Regions from separate parts of the Hordeum vulgare genome. Here region 2 is linked to region 1. A link is a contact called in public Hi-C data. All regions are on one chromosome and are shown on one strand. The core of a region is the stretch at or near the end of the contact, and the rest is flanking DNA. Distances in the headings are between cores, read along the strand shown.

Region 1 (2,896 bases), core at 8-2,507:
TGCAGTCTGAATCGGCGGCAGTTTAGCATAATACTCCGTATTAAACAGTCTGTAGTCTAAATCAGCGGCAGTTGAACAGTATGTAGTCAGTCATAGCAGCTTAGGGAATTAAACCCTCGGAATAGTGTAGCAATTTCAATAGCAAATCCGGGGTTCACAGGCAATCTCGCTCATTCATTGGCGGCCTCCACGCGCACCATGCATCAAATCATGTCAGGGCGAAATCTCGCCCCTCGGCCAACGACTAAGCCGCGCGAGGCAGAAATCATGAGATCTCGGATGGTGCTCACCTGCTGCTGCTTGGCGACCTGCTCCTTGAACTTGCTCGCCTGCTTCCTGAACGCCTCCATCTGTGCCCTGCTCTCCTCGCCTCCTCCCCGGCTCCTCCTCCTCCACAGTGGAGGCGCCCGGAATTTGCTCCTGGGTATTCTTTTAAAAAAAAATGGCAACTCAATATAATAGAACAATAAATGTACAATTTGTTTCTTAGCGAATTGTTCACGTATTTCATCGAGGAAAATACCCTCTCAAAGCTAGCAGTGGCTACCGAAAGAATGAGCATCAACTTAAGAAGTTTGTAAACAATATAATATTGTTCATTCGTTTTGTCTCAGCCATCAAAACTAAAAGCTCATATAGATTCTTCAAATTTCTAAACCTTTTATCCATACACACATGAGAAATGTACATGCTTAATTGCCATGGAAGTCTTGACAATTCATCATTTAAGAAATCAGTGGCAATGTGGCATGGACGGATGAATATTCGACAAACAAGCAATTCAATTTCAGTTTACAAGCAATCACTGAAAAATCTTCAGATTTGTTTAGAAAACAGAGGGAAAGAATACCTTGGTAGACCGGGGGCGGAGGTGAGGAGAAGGGCACTGGTGCGCTGCCACGCCGAGCGGCTACTTGGGCCGGGGTCCGGGCAGCAGTGGAGGCCGGCGGCGGACTGGCGCCTGACGGATCCGCGCCGCCGCAGAAGCCGGAGCCCGGATGAGAGGGCCGGAGGGGCGAGGCGAGGGAGGCAGGAGAGGGAGAAGGACGCCCGCCTGGCAAAAGCCTGAAGGGGAGGGGGCTGAGGGGCGAGGCGAGGGAGGCAGGAGAGGGAGGGCCGGCCTGGCCGCCGGAGCCGGACCGACGGGCGAGGCGAGGGCAGTATGGGGCGAGGGAGGCTGAATCGGAGGAGGGAGCTAGCAGGTAGGTTAGGGGAAAGGAGATCGGGCTGGCTCGGAGCAGTAATGGAGCTGCTCACGCGCGTATTGTCCTCCAAGTTCTACCGTATATGTATCATACTGTATATTGTAAAAAAAATTGACGCAAAATTCTTGGGTATTCCACAGAATTCTCACGAAGACCCCAGTGTCGCCACTGCTCCTCCAGCTCCGGCTCCTCCTCTTCTCTGTGTGTTTCGCTGAGATGCGCACACCCAAACACACACGTGGGTACTCGCGACAAAATTACTGTTCTGATCTTCTGATTAAAGATGTACATAAAATAAACTCGCCATGAAATAATTTTACGATCTAATTCTTTTTAAAAATGTTGTAATCCGTGGCGTTGCTGGTACACCGTGAGACGCCACTTTAGTGTGGCGTTGCCTGCGAGGCCCGAAACGCCAGTGTAATGTGGCGTTTCTCCCAACGACCAAAACGCCAAGCGCGGTGGCGTTTCTACGGGCGATATCTGCCCGGCCCGCCCCATCGCCACCAACCACCCGTTCTTCCTCCTCTCTTCACAACGAGCATAGGCGAAAAACTCCTCTCTCCTCCAACCTATCCCCCCTTCGATCTCCCTTCTCCCTCAACCGTTTTGTCGGTTTTTTGGGGTAAATCAAAGAGGCCGGTAAGCTTCTTCAATCCCTTCAAATAGTTTTTGCAATAACTTTGTATTTATGGAGCTTTTTGGCACTAGGTGTAACCTAGGTTTTGAAGTAAAATCAAATTTGTGATGATTAATGCCTAGGTTTTCAAGTAAAACTAAATTTGTGATGGTGAATGCCTAGGTTTTTTGCATTAGGTGTAGTTTTGGCACTAGGTGTAACCTAGGTTTTGAAGTGTGATGGTGAATGCATGTCCTAAAAGAATTTGTTCATATTATTTAGCATGTTTCAGTCGAATAAATATCCGGGCCTTGATGATTTCTACGAGCAGAAGCATCGTGCGGTGCTAGTGGAAAGAGGAGAGGTAATTATCATGGCCTTGATGATTATTTTTCTATATTGGTTGATTTTCATATTGTGACAAGTTGAGAGAAGTAACAAATTATGTGTTCGTTTGTTTAGGTTCCTCCACTACTTCGGTTGAGGGGGCACAACCCGAATGAATCTCTCTTGTATGACCCTTGGTATGAGGCTTATTTTAGAAGAATGGGTCTTCTTCAGTTTGTGCTCGACTTTAAAGGCACGCCACCATGGTTGAATGCCACGGCCCTTACCGCCCTGACGGACCGTTGGAGGGAGGAGACGCACTCATTTCACCTTCCTCTTGGTGAGATGACCATAACTTTGGAGGATATTGCTATGATCACCGGGCATCCGATCGAGGACAGGGATCTTACGGGGAAGGTTAGGTCTGATGGGTGGCGACAACGGGTTGCAGCATTGGTTGGTGTTGAACTTGAGTCGTGGACTCATGAAACTAGGAAGGATCCTAGGGCATCCGGCATGTTGTTCTCGTGGATACAGAAATATTTTCGCAAATGCCCAAGGGATGCTAGTCCGGATGTTGTGGAGAGGTACGCTAGGGCTTACCTATGGAATCTTTTGACCCAATTGGTGTTTCCGGATGGCAAGGGGGACACAGCCTCGTGGATGTTCTTGGATCCTCTTCGTGACTGGGATGTTAAGTGGAGTTAGGGTTCGGCGACACTAGCTGTCGTGGGAATAAACCTGA
Region 2 (2,824 bases), core at 161-2,660, 900 kb after region 1:
GAACATCCACAAGAATCAAGCACGTAGTGCTCAGGAATGCTTATCTTGATCTTGACCTTGTTAGCACATGAGCTTGTCCTTATCAACACATGATCATTAACAATAGTTTCAATGACAGCATGCTTGATTCTTGATCTTGTCATTGTTAGCACATGAGCTTGTCCTTATCAACACATGATCATTAACAATAGTTTCAATGATATATTCGTGCTGATCCACTTGAACTTGCACACCACAATCTTGATGACGATCACCACTTGACGTCATCCTTCATGGGTTGTGTGAGATCTTCCTTTTGACGCAAGCCCATGGAAGCACACCTAATCCTCACATAGGACTCTCACAAAGACCATGGGTTAGTACACAAACATGTAATGGACAATGCTTACCATACCATGGGATCACTTGATCCCTCTCGGTACATCTTATACGCTTTGTGTGTTGATCATCTTGATTTACTCTTTGTCTGAGATCTTGATCTACCTAGTGTCTCTATGACCATTCTTTGGATAATACCTTGAATACCATCTTGGTCATCATATAAACTCCTTAAACCCAACAGATGAACCTCAAGAAGTGCCTATGGACAAATCCTATAAATATAACTTAAGGCAACCATTAGTCCATAGGAATTGTCATCAATTACCAAAACCACATATGGAGATATATGCTCTAACACCACCTCGCCACCTCCAGCGGCCCTAGACGAGGAGCTCGCAGATCCATCAGAGCTAGAGAGGCCTAGCCCCGAGACCACCGGCTGCTGTCGTGAGGAGACCGACTTCGGGCTAGCCGAACCAGATACCATGGTAGCGACGATGAGAGCGTGGGCGCCGGGACCGAGTGGTCACATGCGCGGGAGGGGTGACCGTCGGGGCCGGAGTGGCCGCCAGCGGGGAGCGCAAAGGGAACACGAGGAAGGGAGGAAGAGGCTCTGCGGGATTGATGAAAAGAATCAGTCCATTTCACCACCATGACCATGCACTTTTGTCTATGCGAAGAAGAGAGACTAAAAAATGATAGGAGTGAGCTCTTATACAAGAGCCTAGCTATATGGTTACTTCTGGCAAATGCATTAAATATGAAGAAAGAGACAGAAAAAAATTAAAAAAATAATACTCTCATAACCAACCTTATAGCTAAGGTTATTATGTACTCCCTCTCTAAACTAATATTAGAGTATTTAGATTACTAAAGTAATATTCTAAATGCTCTTATATTAGTTTATGGAGGGAGTAAATGATTATAAATGATGACTATACATGACGTGATAATATCATACAGTACGTATTAACTATGCTCCTACGAGAGTGAAAGATTAGGTAGTAGAGATTGGAGATCCCCTTTCTCCGGAACTCGCGGTCAATATGCCACTCCGTGCCCGAGCCGAGCACGAAGTCCACCTGCTCGACCCATACCGCCTCGAGACTTGAGTGCCCCGAACCGACCCAACCCGTCCCGTACGCCTTCTTTGGCTCTTCATAACTCTGATTCCCCAAGCCGGCGCCTCCTCCTCTCTATCCCGCCGCCGCAGCTCCTCCACCGGACAGCCGCCCCCAACTCCGGCGAGCGAGACACTGCCGCCCTCCCGACGCGTCTACTGGCGCTACCTCGCTATTGAGCCAACGTGCTCAGTCCTCACCCCGGCCACCTCCCTCTCCGGCTCCAACGACGCCTCCCCACGATGAGTTCCGACGGGAGGCTTGACCTCGACGCGACCACAAGCACCCTCGGGCCGGAAGATGACACGGCGCAGGGTCTGATACTGCCCATCAAGGATAAGGTCATGTATCGGCCTCCACCGGGGAAATCTGCACTAGGTATGATATACTTGGGCCGTATATCTTCTAACCGTTAAATTCGAGTAGTAGTTTAACTCGGCGCTACTTGCGATTTGTAGACTTACTGAGCTGATCCCACTTCGTATTTAGCACTTGTAGCCATGCCAGGAGTTTAGAGATTTAAAGTGAGCTAATCACTAGTCTGTCTTGCAGGTTTGGACCTGCTCGCACACAAGAAAAGAGAAAAGGATGGTACCAATTCATTTAAGCGGCCTCCTGAGAAGGTAGTGACGGCTGCTTCTTCTATGGATGAAGATGAGAGGCCAGGATCTACAGATAATGATGCAAGCAGCCTGTCCGGTGGTGACCGTGGCAGCGTGGCTCGTCGTTATCGAGGAACCAATTCCAGTGAGAAAACATCGTCGAAAGGTGCCTCTTCTTCTCTTGATCCGTTGACCATATTTCCAGCTTTGGTGTAAAATATCTACTAAGATACTAGTATATGCTCCTACTGTGTTATATGGCTGTATGCTGACTATTCATTTTCAGTGACGTGTCTTAGTCAAACTAAAGCTTTATACTCTGTTTCAGAATCTACAGTCACTGATGAGAATGAAAGGGGTCTTACACCCAGACATCGAGATGAATCCCATCGGCAACAAGTCAGTAATAACAACATTCTCTCTTGGTTTAGGACTTACTCTGTCTAGAATTTTCATCACTTTGTATTCACCTTACTAACATAGTCAGCAATTCAACATTTATTTGCTTCTTGCTTACAGACCCACGCCTCTAGGTACGAACCCAATGATGACAGAGGATCCCGTGACAAACATGGTGAACGGGAGACATCTGCATCCATTGGTTATAGTAGCAGTGGAAAGCGAGGATACCGTGATGACAGGGAATCAAATAGTAGGCGTAATGAACGGAGCAGATCTACATCTATTGACTACACAAACAAAAGAAGTCGGGATGATTATAGCTCGAGAAGCTCAAGAACACCTGGTATTTTGTTGGTATAGTATTCTTTGCCATGTTTT

The links. Hi-C and Micro-C count contacts between places; a contact is called where the count stands out from the background.
Region 2: a Hi-C map of leaf shows a contact between it and region 1, with 5 times the contacts expected there. The contact joins the promoter of LOC123425944 here to the promoter of LOC123425943 in region 1. A contact is called at or near these places in 3 of 6 Hi-C or Micro-C datasets (leaf and seedling) and 1 of 1 datasets of contacts at active chromatin or transcription factors (embryo).

The regions. Positions count from the first base shown.
Region 1 is chr2H:226,639,968-226,642,863 of MorexV3_pseudomolecules_assembly, forward strand. It overlaps LOC123425943 (SH3 domain-containing protein 3), which reads right to left and starts at 1,258. Exons shown (of 11, transcript XM_045109709.1): 1 at 851-1,258; 2 at 291-429. The coding sequence starts at 350.
Region 2 is chr2H:227,541,448-227,544,271 of MorexV3_pseudomolecules_assembly, forward strand. It overlaps LOC123425944 (pre-mRNA-splicing factor ATP-dependent RNA helicase DEAH7), which reads left to right and starts at 1,411. Exons shown (of 15, transcript XM_045109710.1): 1 at 1,411-1,820; 2 at 1,995-2,210; 3 at 2,373-2,443; 4 at 2,564-2,789. The coding sequence starts at 1,685.